Linked DNA regions of Mus musculus: regions 1, 2 and 4 are each linked to region 3. Evidence: chromatin contacts called from public Hi-C and promoter capture Hi-C data. All regions are on one chromosome and are shown on one strand. Each heading gives the region's core, a stretch centred on a gene start, on an enhancer-like site or on the middle of the called end of the contact. The rest is flanking DNA. Distances are from core to core; before and after follow the strand shown. Region 1 holds the start of Wwp1 (WW domain containing E3 ubiquitin protein ligase 1). Region 2 holds the start of Cpne3 (copine III). Region 3 holds the start of Nbn (nibrin). Region 4 holds the start of 4930598A11Rik (a long non-coding RNA gene).

Region 1 (2,878 bases), core at 230-2,729, 3.8 Mb after region 3:
TGCTAACCATTTGATCTACATATACCTCCAAATACCTCACTGTCATGCAGTTGATGCTTAATAATTGTGCAAGGATGTAACAGAAATTTCAGCCAACTCAAGAGATTACCATCTCTTTGAAGGCAAGAGACCTGATCAGCCATGCCCTGGGTTTCAAAAGTACAGTGTCTTAAAAGCAGCTCTACATTTTACGTGAAGAATTATTTGGAAATGTTAATAATCTATGTCTCAAAGAGCTAAGTCACATTTCTCAAGCATCTCAATTTCAACAGCTCCAACACTTGGACATTATCTTTGAATTTAAAATGTTAACTAGTTATTTAAAAAATGGTAATTTTCAGTCAGCTTAAGCACATAGTTTTATGGCTCAAGGAAGTTAGATAAATGAAAGAATGTCTTTTTTAAAAGGAGAGTTTTACTAGCAGTTACATACAGACTTGGTGAGACATGTTAAGTGGATTTATACATAAGCAAAAACTCTTACAGAAACCTACAGACAACTGTGAACAGGGTATTTCATCAGGGGTAAAAAAAACACCAAATGGGGAGTGGGAAGGTAACTCTGGCATTTTTTTCCATAACTCTAAGTAGCGGCATTTTAGGGGGAGGAATTCAATTTTATGCACACAAAAAGATGAAACATTAACAGGGAAAACACAGACATTTGTGAAATATTTTATGGTGGACGAGTAAAATATTTCAAAAGCATAATAGATACACCTTCTTTTTGGTAATAATGAAGAGGAATCGCTTAGAGCAAAAGAACTTACAACTCCAAACCGATGAGTAGAAAGCCATACAGCCCTAAGCCACAAACTGATCATTTAAGGACTGTAAAGGCTAAAGGCGACGGGCAAAGTACCAAATCCTAACAATACTACATTTTAAAAGAAGATTTAAAGGAAAAGGACCCAAATCACGAGATGAGGATTAGAAAATTTTGCAAGGTCACTTGAACCTACCAGGTCACCAAAGGTGGAGATTAAGATTGTTGGTGAGAGGAGGTGCGGAGTCAGTGAAAAAAAAAAAAAAGCTGAATGCTAAAAACGTGTCAGAAAAGGACGTTCTGAGGCTGGCGTCCCGGCTCGCGCCGGTGGGATCCGGGTGAAAGTCAGGGCAGCAGTTCTGAGGCGGGGAAGCTGGGACGCCAGCAAGCCGCCGGTCAGGAGGCTGAGCACTGCAGTCACCGAGCCACTTCGCCGGGCTCCGGTGTCACCCGCACAGGCCGGTGCCAGGGCCAGCTCGGGGCAAGCCCGGCGACCCCACCCCGGCGAACTCCGGCCCGGCCGCCCTCCAGAGCCCCGCTGTACTTACCCGCGCAAAGCTGCGGCTCCCGGGGCCCGCAGCCACCGCGGCGGCGCCTCCTCAGCCCTCCGCGCCCAAGATCGCCATCTCGCAGCAGGCGTCGGCCGGGCAGCTCAGGCCGCCCGCAGCCACTCGGATCCCGCACGCCAAGCGCGCCGACACCCGGCCCTCCCCCCACCCACCCCGGCCTACACCTCCCTTCCTCGGGAGCGCGCAGCGTGCTCGCGACTCCGCTGCCGCTGCCGCGCACGGGCGCGCCTCCCCGCCGGGGCCGCTCTGAGCCTCTGGTCCAGACCGGGAATCCAGCTGCCCTCGAGCATGCGCAGCGAGCGCGCGCCCAGCCCGCCTAGGGGCCACTCCGCTCCTCCGGGTCTTCCAGGCGGTCAGGCGGAGAGGCACGCCAACCAATAAGGGAGAGGAGGTGGAGCCAGAGCCGGAAAGGGGGCGGGGCAGCCGCCGGGAAGCCGGTGGTGACTTGTGAACAGCAGCTACCTGGTCTGTTCAGTCAGCTGCAGAGCTTCCTGCATAACCTCAGGGAAGACCCTCCAGGCACGTCCGTGCTTTCGCAGCCAAAGTAGGCTGCGAAGGAAAACCCCTTGACCTCGCTTTAATATTTGATTTAGGGTCCATTAGTAATGGTAGTCACACGAGACCATTGTGTTGGTAATGAAATTGTTCCTTTCTCTTGGCACCACAGTGGCCCAGGGACAAAGCTACTACTGATTGAGCAAGTGCATATATCCCTTTTCGTACAGTTAATGGACACAGTAATTCTGAAAGGTAGCTGTCTCTTGACTCTTTGACACAATGAGTCAACTGGTTTAGAAAAGAGCTGTTGGTAATTTACATTGCGAGAAAGGTCACACTGCAGTGTAATGACCACATTACTCACCATATGGCCCGCCATTCTACTTCAGAGAAAGAACAAAAGTTCTTCCAGAATAAATAGTACATTTAGCCAAACACCTCAGCTAGACCTCACAAATTAATTTAAACCCACCCCAGAGCCGACTAGTTCTCTTGTCAGAAAAGTTCACGAATCCTGGCTTCTTGTTGCCTGTGACACCTTTAACTTCACTACTCCATAGGTAACAAGTTCTCAGCCTAATCACCTTGTAACATTTCTGTTCTAAATATCTTGTTAACATTAAACCACCTTTCTGATTCACTCCGTTGTTGCTGCAACTTTTGAAGAAGAGAAAAAAGTAGTCTACCAAGAAGAACACTAAGGCTCCATGAGTATTTGTAGGACTCAGTAAATACCACTTGAATGAACAAACGTTCATTCTTTTCCACTCTGGTCCATTAGTTACTAGCCCCTAATTTTACATATAAGTTAGGGGCATATGCCTATGGTGCACAAAAATCTCTCAAAAATGTACATGACAATTTTACTTTTCTTCAACCTATTCCTCTTGCTGTGATAAATGACTGGTCCAAAACAACTTAAGGGAAATGGAGTTTACGCTGGCTCATACCTAGTGACCGGAGCTTGAAGCAGCTGGTCACAATAAACCAGAAGTGAGGAAATAGAGTGAGAGGCATGCTTATCATGCCTTTGTTGCATATAGCC
Region 2 (3,091 bases), core at 188-2,687, 3.6 Mb after region 3:
GCTTCTGCATGGTCCAATCTTGGAGATGAGGCACTAGATTTTCAGGCTCGAGTGGGGTGCATTTTTCAACTCATCAGCCAAAAGGGGCCGCCTTTTAAAAAATATTCTCAAAACAGAGGGGGCAGGGTGAGGGGGAGTGTTGAAAAGCAGATAGATTCTGAGAATCCACTGTTGTCACTACAACTACCATCATCATTTATCTTATCGTTATTTATGTATCAGACACTTCGATGAGTGATCTACAAACATTTTATTTAGCCCTCACCACTCTGACACATCAGTGCTATATCCATTTTACAAATGTAGAAACACACCATAAAGGGTTGGGCATCCCACCCAAAGGTTAGACAGATAACAAAACCTCAGAACATACTTGAAACTAGACAGATAGTCACTGCCTTTCTTGTGAAATAAGATTCACTTACTTTTGTAAATCGTAAAGTATTAAAAAAAAAGTACAGACCACAATCGAAACCTAATGCTACCACTTTCAGAGGTGCCAAGTTTCATAAATTAATTCCAGTTTCCTGAGGAGTGAAAAAGATAATAGTCGCATTTATGCTTGTTGTGAGCTAACTATATATAAAAATGGTCTTAACACAGAGGTTGTGGGTCACTGCAAACCACTGGTTATTTTAATCCTACTTCACCCTCTGATTATTGGCGGCCACAAACACAACAGAAAGAAACAAAAGCTGATCGCAGTCAAGTGCATTAGCGCCAACACTAACGGTCACTATGCTCTCAAGTTTCTGACTGCAAAACAAGTAAGTGGCACTGCCCTTCCTTCGCGTCGCGTGTGCAGTGAGCCCAAAGCCCTGGACACAGGTGCAGGAGCTTGCTAGGACTTCACCCAGGCCCAGCTTTGCACCGAATTCAGTAGCACCTTTTCCCTCAGCACGCAGCCTTTCCTCCACCGTTCCCCCACACGACCGGTTCGTCTGGTTCACCAATCTTTCCCCGCTGAGCGGGACCGAGATTTCGGGGCTGTAACCCTTCGCCCCACCCTGCCCTTCCACTCGAGGCCCGCGGATCCCCGGCAGGGTTCTTCAGGTGCGCGAGCCGCAGGCCCAGGAGGCGCTCGCGGCCCCCAGGCTGACCCCCAGCCCCGGACTTCCACGGGCCGCGGACCCAGCACGCGACACTCGGGAGTCCCCAGAGTGGGCACCGGAAACCCACGGAGCACTTCCAGCGCCCGGGGCCCGGAGGGACGGGCCATGGAAGCCTGAGGGCCCTAAGTCTTCCCGCCCGGGACCGGCCCGCTTCCCGGGAGGCTGCAGGCTTGGGCTGGGACACACGGCTCCGGAGCTGGGAAAAGTCACGCACTCACGTGCTATATCGCCGCAGAAGTCGAGTGAGGGTGGAGAGCCAGCGAGGAGCACCGCAAGGCGGCAGGACCGCAGGGGCTTTACTGGAACCTGAGGGCTGGACCGCGGAGGGGCGGGGCTCGTGGGCGGAGTCCCGGAGCGGAGGGGCGAGGGCGGAGCTTGTGGGCGGGACCAAGGTGAAGTTTTGCTTTTGATAGGGAGCTTGCTGCCCAACCCATTTCAACCCATTTTCACTCCCAGTTTTCTTTGCTGCGCCTCAACCCGCTGACCTTTTAAAGAATTCTTACAAAACCCGTAATTGACTTTAGGCAGTAAAATATCTGATCTGGTCTGGGGGGGAGGGGGGGGGGGCTCGGAAGTGAAGAGCACTTGTTGCTCTTGCAGAGTTCCCGGTTTGTAGCTCACAAACATCTAGCACATTCCAGAGGATCTGGCATTCTCTTCTGATCTCCCCAAGGCAGCAGGCAGGTGTGTGTGTATGTGTGTGTGTGTGTGTGTGTGTGTGTGTGTGTGTGTGTGTACAAACATGCAAGCAAAACATTCATACATGCAAAGCAAAACAAATAAACCTTAAAAAAATAAAGAAAGAAAACAGATCTGGACAAGGAAATAGTGTGAAATGCCAGCTCTTAAGCATCCTTCTGTAGAGCGTACACCTTCCCAGAGTAATTTTACATGCTTATTTTATTTAATATATATTTATTTTATTTGGTCGTCACAAAAGCTTTGTTATGTGTTTAGCGCCACGTGCCTTTTCATAAGAATGGTGCAAGAAAATACTGTGAAATGTGGTAGGTAAACAGTTGTTCAATTTGCCTAAAGTCATCAGATTATGCTAATCTCAAAATGCCTATGGTGATGGGTACTCAAAGTCACATCCTTCTATTGAATGAAAATTTAAAATATCTGCTGGAAAAAAATGGGATAAAAATCAACAAAGACAAACGAACAGTATTACAAAAGTTACTTCACTTACATTGGTGAGGGGAAAAAGGCGGGGGGGGGGGGGGACACTCAATAGAAAGGACTAAAGAATGGAATGTGATATGTAAGCTTCCAGAGGAGAAAGGTCATCTCAGTCTTACCCAGCAGTGAACCCTAGAGCGCCAGTGATGAGCAGCCTGGAAAGACATGCCCTTTGTGCAATAGTGGCAGGAATATCATGGAAATAACTCACCACTTTCTGATTGGATTTAAGTTCCACTCCACTCCACAAAATGAAATCCATACCTGGCACTATTATCGAGGCAAAAACAACAGCTAGGCAGGTCACAGACCCAGGGGAGAATCTACTATAAATATTCTGCTCAATGGACAGAGTATCAAGTCAGCTCCTAATGGCTTTTCGTTAAACTCATAGATTAATGCACCTCTCCGCTCTCATCAGAGCAGCTTCTGTTTGCAGCCGTGGTGAACAGAGTCCCGCAAATGTCCAAGGCACAGAGGGTGAGACTAAGGAAAGCATACCCCTAAATGGGATAGTTGCATCATGCCCCCTCCTTCCAAGACCCAGCAGTGATCATTAAAGAAGACAGAAAGCAAAGAATGTAAGAGCTAGAGTCTTCTGGGCAGTTTTAAATGTGAGCTCACTGCAACTTTGACAGCCTGGAATGACCTGCAAAAGCTCAGGTTGGACAAATTCTCAGCATGGAGAGGGGCAATAGGTATAAAGTCTCACTCTTAGCTGTATATTAGTAATGTAGTAGCAACTGAAAACTGCTGGGAGAAAGTGAGTTTGTTTCCTTCAAGAGATTGCCTCTCGT
Region 3 (2,981 bases), core at 177-2,676:
CAACAGCAAGCTTAATTTTCAAGCTCAGCTCTCTATGTTGCATATAAAGGAAGAGGTCCCTTAGCGTAAATGGTTGATTGTCCACTAAGTGTTAGATTCTATGTGTTTCCAGATTCTAGCAAACACAGACCAAAAATACTATTTTAAAAGTATTTCTGCAGAACATGTATAGATTATTTTTCTTTAAACAATAGAACCAGACAACTGTTTAAATATCACTTACATTTTCCTATATATCACATGTAATCTAACAGTTAATTACAACTATGTGGGAAGATTTCTGTGCTGACAATCAAAACAATGATGCATTCATGCTCTGTAAGAGCTCATCTACTCTGCTTGTAGCTGTTTCAGCTCCATACTTTAGCTTCCCAGATCCTTTGATGTCTCTTGCTGTGTTTCTGTAACTCTATTGCAGTCATTCTTTTTTTTTTTTTTGGATAGGATTTCTCTGTGTAGACCAGGGTGGCCTTGAACTCAGAGACTCACCTGCCTCTGCCTTCCGAATGCTGGGATTAAAGGTGTGCATCACCACACCCAGAAGTTGAAGTCATTCTTTAATGGACACACACCCTTAATGTATGATTTATTAATATTACAACTGGATTAAAAAACCCATTTGTCAGTGCTGGAGAAATGGCTCAGTGGTGAAGAGCATTAACTGCTCTTCTAAAGGTCCTGAGTTCAATTCCCAGCAACCACATGGCGGCTCACAACCATCTGTAATGGGATTCGATGCCCTCTTCTGGTGTGGCTGAAGACAGCTACAGTGTACTCATATACATAAAATAAATACATAATTAAAAGTGGGGGGAGATGGATGGCTCAGCGGTTAAGAGCACTGACAGCTCTTCCAGAGGTCATGAGTTCAAATCCCAGCAACCACATGGTGGCTCATAACCATCTGTTATGTCCTCTTCTTAAGTGTCTGAAGACAGCTACAGTGTACTTACATATAATAAATAAATAAATCTTTAAAAAAAAACTGTTTGCCAGTGGTCAACTATTAAGGGAAATTGGGACTACTTGGCAAAAAGCTTGTGGACTTATTGTTATTCAGTAAATCCTGACATTGTATAAAGATGTAAACATGGTTCTGGTATAATACACTCAGGATACAGTGGAAAAGATTAAACATATTTTGACATGAAATCTTCATCTTGACTGATACTACACATGATGTAACTTTTGAAAATACAGAAAATAATACACTCAACAGCACTTTGATACATCTAGTTTAAAATCCACATTACTTCCGAGCTTTTTAAACATCACAGTTCATTGATTAAAGCGTCCAGTTCGGTCCATCACATTCCTGCCAGGACGCTTTCCGCGCTGCACTGCTGCATCTTCAGCACTAGGTGGCGCCCCCGTCAGCGGCGCGCTCTGGCCGGTTCCCGCCTTTCCGAAGAACTTGTCAGAGTCCTGGGAACGCGCACGTCCCGGAGCCCGCGCCGGTGCAGCCCGGTGACCGCGCAGGCTGGGCAGCTGCGGTTGGCGTCGCACGTCGCGGGGTTCTGAGACGCCGGCCCCATGTGGAAGCTGCTCCCGGCCGCCGGTGCGGCTCCAGGTAGGCGCGTTAAGGAGGCGGCGGGGAGTTCTTTCCCGGGAGCGGCCGCGGGGCGGTGGGGGCTGGGAAGCAGTAGAGCGCGCCTGCGCTTCCGGTCCGTCCTTCTCGCCTTCCGGCGGACGCCTAGGCGGCCGGGGCTGACTGGACACGGAAGCTGGGTGGTGGGAACCGGGATGGCAGCCCACCGTACTTCGGGCGTTGGGGTGTGCGTGCCCAGGTTAGACCGGCTCCAGCTAGGCTGCGAACCGAGGGGAAGAACCACGCGGAGTTGCCCAGGCGCCCAGCCAAGGCTGGGGACGCACGCAGACCGGAGCGTAGTTAGGAGAAATCACGCGACACCACGGGGCCGCTTTAAAGTTTTCAGAATTTCCCCTCGGGGAAGAGTCCTCCGCCCACACATTTTTTTACGCAGTGAAAGTTATCACGTGTTAAGTGGTTGTCTCCTTATTTAGTCACTGGTGATGGGAGATTATGCACTTGCCTGCGACTCTATCTTGTTTGCGGGGAACTTTAAGAAGATGCAGTTTACTAACAGTATAAGGGGAAGGATAAAGTCTGAAAGATTATCTATGTGGGTTGGGGCACTGCAAGGATAGAACGCAACTTAGAGGACTCTGAATAATTAGCCTTGAGCCTAGCTAAGTCTATGAGTGTCTGTAAAATAGAAATTTTCTAGAGGTGGTGGCGCAGGCATCCCAGCACTTGGGAGGTGGAGGAAGGAGGATCCGGAGTTAAAAGTTATCAACTACCTAAGTTTGAAGCCTGCGAGCTACATGAGCGCCTCTCATGTGCTTTTAGGCTGTAGTTCAGTACTCACCTGGGTAGCACTTTATTAACATGATAGCAGAATAAAATATGCTTCTAGAACCAATATCAGAGATGCATTTCGGAATCAGACGCTAAGGGATTAGTTTTCAAGTAAGGTGGTTACAGTAGAAACTCACAGAATATTTATGTATCTACCTTGAAACCGTTCAAGTTCCTCTCTGCTAAACTGAGTGTGATAGTTCCTGCCTGTAATCCCAGCTCCTGAGAAGCCGAGGCTGGTGGACGTTGAGTTTGAGGACAGCTTAGTTAGGCAGCGTAGTGAGACTTCCTCTCAAAAATGAAATAAAGCAAACAGAAATCTCATTGACAGTACTTAACTCAAACGGTTCAGAAGGATGCCAGGGATCTGCTGGACTCTTCCTGTTTGTCTAATTGTGATAATTACTCTTCCAAGTGTAATAGAAGCCCATGTCTCCAAATTCCGCAGGTCACCCACATGTCTGCTATTACTCCACCAGTTGCTGATTTACAACTTTATTTTAGCGTTTTATTGATTCTTTGGGAGTTTCATACCATGCACTTCAACAGCTCATCTCCTCATCCCTCCATATCCACCCTCCACCCTCTGCCCTTGCAACCTTCC
Region 4 (3,142 bases), core at 169-2,668, 4.1 Mb after region 3:
GAGATAGCAGCAATCTATTTATGAGGGTGGAGTCCCCATGACCTAGTTTAGTAAGATCATGTAGTAGACACATATTTATACCTTGAGAAGTAGTAGATTACAGAATACGTGACTTTCCACCTCTAGCAGAAATTACCTAATAGCTTCCTAAAACAGTTAAAAATAATTGATAAGCTATCAGAACTATTAAAATTTAACATGGCCAAACCCATTCGTTTTTCATTAATACTTGATTTTTTAAATGTTTTATGATGTTCATAAAACTTGATATCTTATGAAAACATCTGACCATCAAAGTTATGAATGGATACACATATAATTTATATTTTCATACCAAAGTCTAGTATTTCCCCTTTCCCCTTTGTATCTTTTCTCTATCTGGATTTTATTTTTGTGAATAATAGCAGATAATTTTCCTCCTTTGTGGATAGATGCTGCTCCAGAGGCATGGATGCATATTTGCAATAGATCCTTATCAACTCAGGCTCAATCCTGCTTTGCATTTTCTCAATATCTTTCGACACTCCAGTCTACAATAGTCTTGCTAAACTAAACAATGTATTGCATTTCTTGATGAATGCCAGAACCTTGTCACTAGTTTTCCACAAGTCACATTGTATGTTTTTCCCCCTAAATTGTATACCTCTTACACAAATAACACCATTCAAAATACCGTTTCATCTTCAACAGATTTTCTATTTTAACCTGGAGTTTAGTTGAACCTTGATAGGAAGAAACTTACCTTGTGCTGCTGGCTATGAGTGCATGCATTTGAACATTCAAAATATATTAGTCAACCTGAGTTTTTAACTGCTTAGCTTTGCTCTTATCATTTTATAAGATACTAGTGGTTTTCTGGGGTTGCTGGTAACAGCGAAGTTAATCAAGCACTTTGTATCGAGTGTGGCCTGGTATTGTTTTTTGGGGGGCTAGGTGGCAAGAATCAGCCCCTTCCCTTGACAGGGTTCTAAAGGAAAGGGAGACACAAGTACTCTAAGTACTCTGTGCTTTTTACTTCCTCCAGACATCCTTGTGCCCAAATAAATATGTTATCAGTGGTTTTTCGGAAGTGAACCCCTGTCCTAACATCGAATGCTGTCAGGATATCAAAGCCAGAAAACCTATGCGTTTATGCAGCATAGTTCTCTGGTAACTTCTAGAACCTTGCGGGCCTTGCTGCTTGGTTACCGCACAGAGCCAGGTGGGACCCGAGCTCGCCATCAGGTCCCGGGGTGGTCGTATCCACTTGGTGTAGGTGACCTCGCCAGGCCACATAAGAGTTCACAGGGAGCATTCAGAGGTCTCCACAGCTGCCTTCGCGCGCGTGCCACTCGCTGGGCCGCGGGATGCGAGTTGCAGGTCGCGCGTTGGGCGATGGACAAGCTTGGAGCACGCTCCCAGAGCCTTCTGTCCCCGGCCCGCCCCCGGCCCGCCTCGGCCCGCCCCCGGCCCGCCTCGGCCCGCCCCCCGGCCCGCCCCCCGGCCCCGCCCCCGCCCGGCCCGCCCAGCTCCGCACCGCAAGCACCCGGACTGCACTTCCCAGAGGCCTGAGCGGCGCGGCCTTGCGCGCCCTCGAGCTTGGCACCGCCCAGGCCGCGAGACCGCGCCCCAACCTGGCCGCCGGGCGCGCGCCTGGCTGAAGAACCTTTTTAAGTGGGGGCGGAGGCCGGATTGCGATTGCGATCGCGATGGCGAACCTGGGCTACCTGCTGTGCTTGTTGGGTTTGCTACTATGCGGGCTTTCAAGTCCCGGGATGTCCAGACCCTACAACCATGGCTCCGAGAGGCCCATCATCGGTAAGGAGGCTTGGGGCAGGTGTTGCGGACCGGTAGTCTGCGAGGCGCTCTGTTTCTCAGCGGTGCAGACCCCGCGGCGCGCTTCTCATCAATGGGACCTTATGCTGATGTCCTTCTAGAGACCTCTGCATCTGGAGGATCGGGATCCCAATGAAGGCTCAGCTCTTCGCTACTACTTGGCACCCAAAGCAGCTAGAGGCGGTCCCGTAACTTTTAGGAACCACAGTTGAGGCAAACCCAGGATTTGAGGTTTCCGTGCGGGAAAAGAATTTTAAGGACAGTCAGTGTGAACCAAGCTAGGATGTATCAGAAGTAGGAAGAGAAGAGCTCAAGTTAAGAAGGAAGCAGAGGAGAAATCGTGCTGTGGGTTTCTCAGAGAAGACTCCACCTCGGCTGACCTAGTGCTCAATTTCGTAGTTCAAGAAGTTTCCAGAGGATCTCACTCTTTATTCCTGTTCTCGTAGTCCATAATGATAATTAAGATTATAGGACGGCTGCAGAGGTGCCTTGAATAAGATAAGAGCAAGGAGCTACTAGTGTTGCACAAGGGGTTAGTATGTGTCTTTTACTGTACATGAAGTTTCCAGTGAAATATCAGAGGAAATAACAGAGAAGGGAGAAAGACCTTAAAAATGTTAGTTTACTCTTGAGTGTTAACTGGTGAGAGGATTTAGTCAGATTTCAGGGTGATGGGTGCTTTTCCTGACCTGTGTTTCCACCATTTTCCCTGCCTTTCCAATCCCAGAAATTCTGCACACAGGTAAAACTTACGTTTCTTTGCTCCAGGACATACATGAAGATACAACACACACACACACACACACACACACACACACACATACACACACACATGAAATAGGTAAGAAACTAAAGTGTGTCCTGGACTTGGACTTTGCCATTTTTAGCATCAAGTATCAACATCGACTTTGAGGATTTGAATATTCATTTTATCTCAGCCAAATCGTGACATTGTTTCTGTCTGGCATATTTATGTTTCAATCAGGGTAAAACTGGTTTGCATTCATGTCAGACATTTGATAGCATCCAAGGAGAAATCAGCCTGTAGTTAAAGTTGACAAAAGAAATTTATAGGTAGACAAATGTAGGAATTTGACATTTATCTTATTTTTTTCTTCCTTGAAGTTGAACACTAAAGAGAAACTAGAAACTTGTTTTATGTATTCAGGAGTGGTCCGGTTTTCAAGTGGGTGGCTTACTAATATTTGGAACCCTTCCTTCAAAGCTATTTCCATAGATGGGTAGATTCTTCAAGTTGAGTCATGTAACATATGTAGTGAATTGCGTTTGTGGATCTAGCGAATAGAAAAAAAAATTAAAAGATGAC

Evidence for each region. Promoter capture Hi-C pulls out the DNA fragments that hold promoters and counts their contacts. Hi-C and Micro-C count contacts between places; a contact is called where the count stands out from the background.
Region 1: a promoter capture Hi-C map of pre-B cells shows a contact between it and region 3. The contact joins the promoter of Wwp1 here to the promoter of Nbn in region 3. A contact is called at or near these places in 3 of 39 promoter capture datasets (cranial neural crest, maxillary cranial neural crest and pre-B cells) and 1 of 484 Hi-C or Micro-C datasets (CD4 T cells).
Region 2: a promoter capture Hi-C map of pre-B cells shows a contact between it and region 3. The contact joins the promoter of Cpne3 here to the promoter of Nbn in region 3. A contact is called at or near these places in 4 of 39 promoter capture datasets (the C10 cell line, cranial neural crest, maxillary cranial neural crest and 1 more) and 1 of 484 Hi-C or Micro-C datasets (the G1E-ER4 cell line).
Region 4: a contact with region 3 is called in a Hi-C map of rod photoreceptor, with 5 times the contacts expected there. The contact joins the promoter of 4930598A11Rik here to the promoter of Nbn in region 3. A contact is called at or near these places in 1 of 39 promoter capture datasets (pre-B cells) and 1 of 484 Hi-C or Micro-C datasets (rod photoreceptor).

What each region holds. Positions count from the first base shown.
Region 1 is chr4:19,707,525-19,710,402 of GRCm38.p6, forward strand. It overlaps Wwp1 (WW domain containing E3 ubiquitin protein ligase 1), which reads right to left and starts at 1,480. Exons shown (of 25, transcript NM_177327.5): 1 at 1,315-1,480.
Region 2 is chr4:19,568,671-19,571,761 of GRCm38.p6, forward strand. Cpne3 (copine III) reads right to left here and starts at 1,438. Exons shown (of 16, transcript NM_027769.3): 1 at 1,331-1,438.
Region 3 is chr4:15,956,541-15,959,521 of GRCm38.p6, forward strand. It overlaps Nbn (nibrin), which reads left to right and starts at 1,427. Exons shown (of 16, transcript NM_013752.3): 1 at 1,427-1,570. The coding sequence starts at 1,534.
Region 4 is chr4:20,040,486-20,043,627 of GRCm38.p6, forward strand. It overlaps 4930598A11Rik (a long non-coding RNA gene), which reads right to left and starts at 1,419. Exons shown (of 2, transcript XR_881147.2): 1 at 743-1,419. It overlaps Ggh (gamma-glutamyl hydrolase), which reads left to right and starts at 1,567. Exons shown (of 9, transcript NM_010281.2): 1 at 1,567-1,797. The coding sequence starts at 1,689.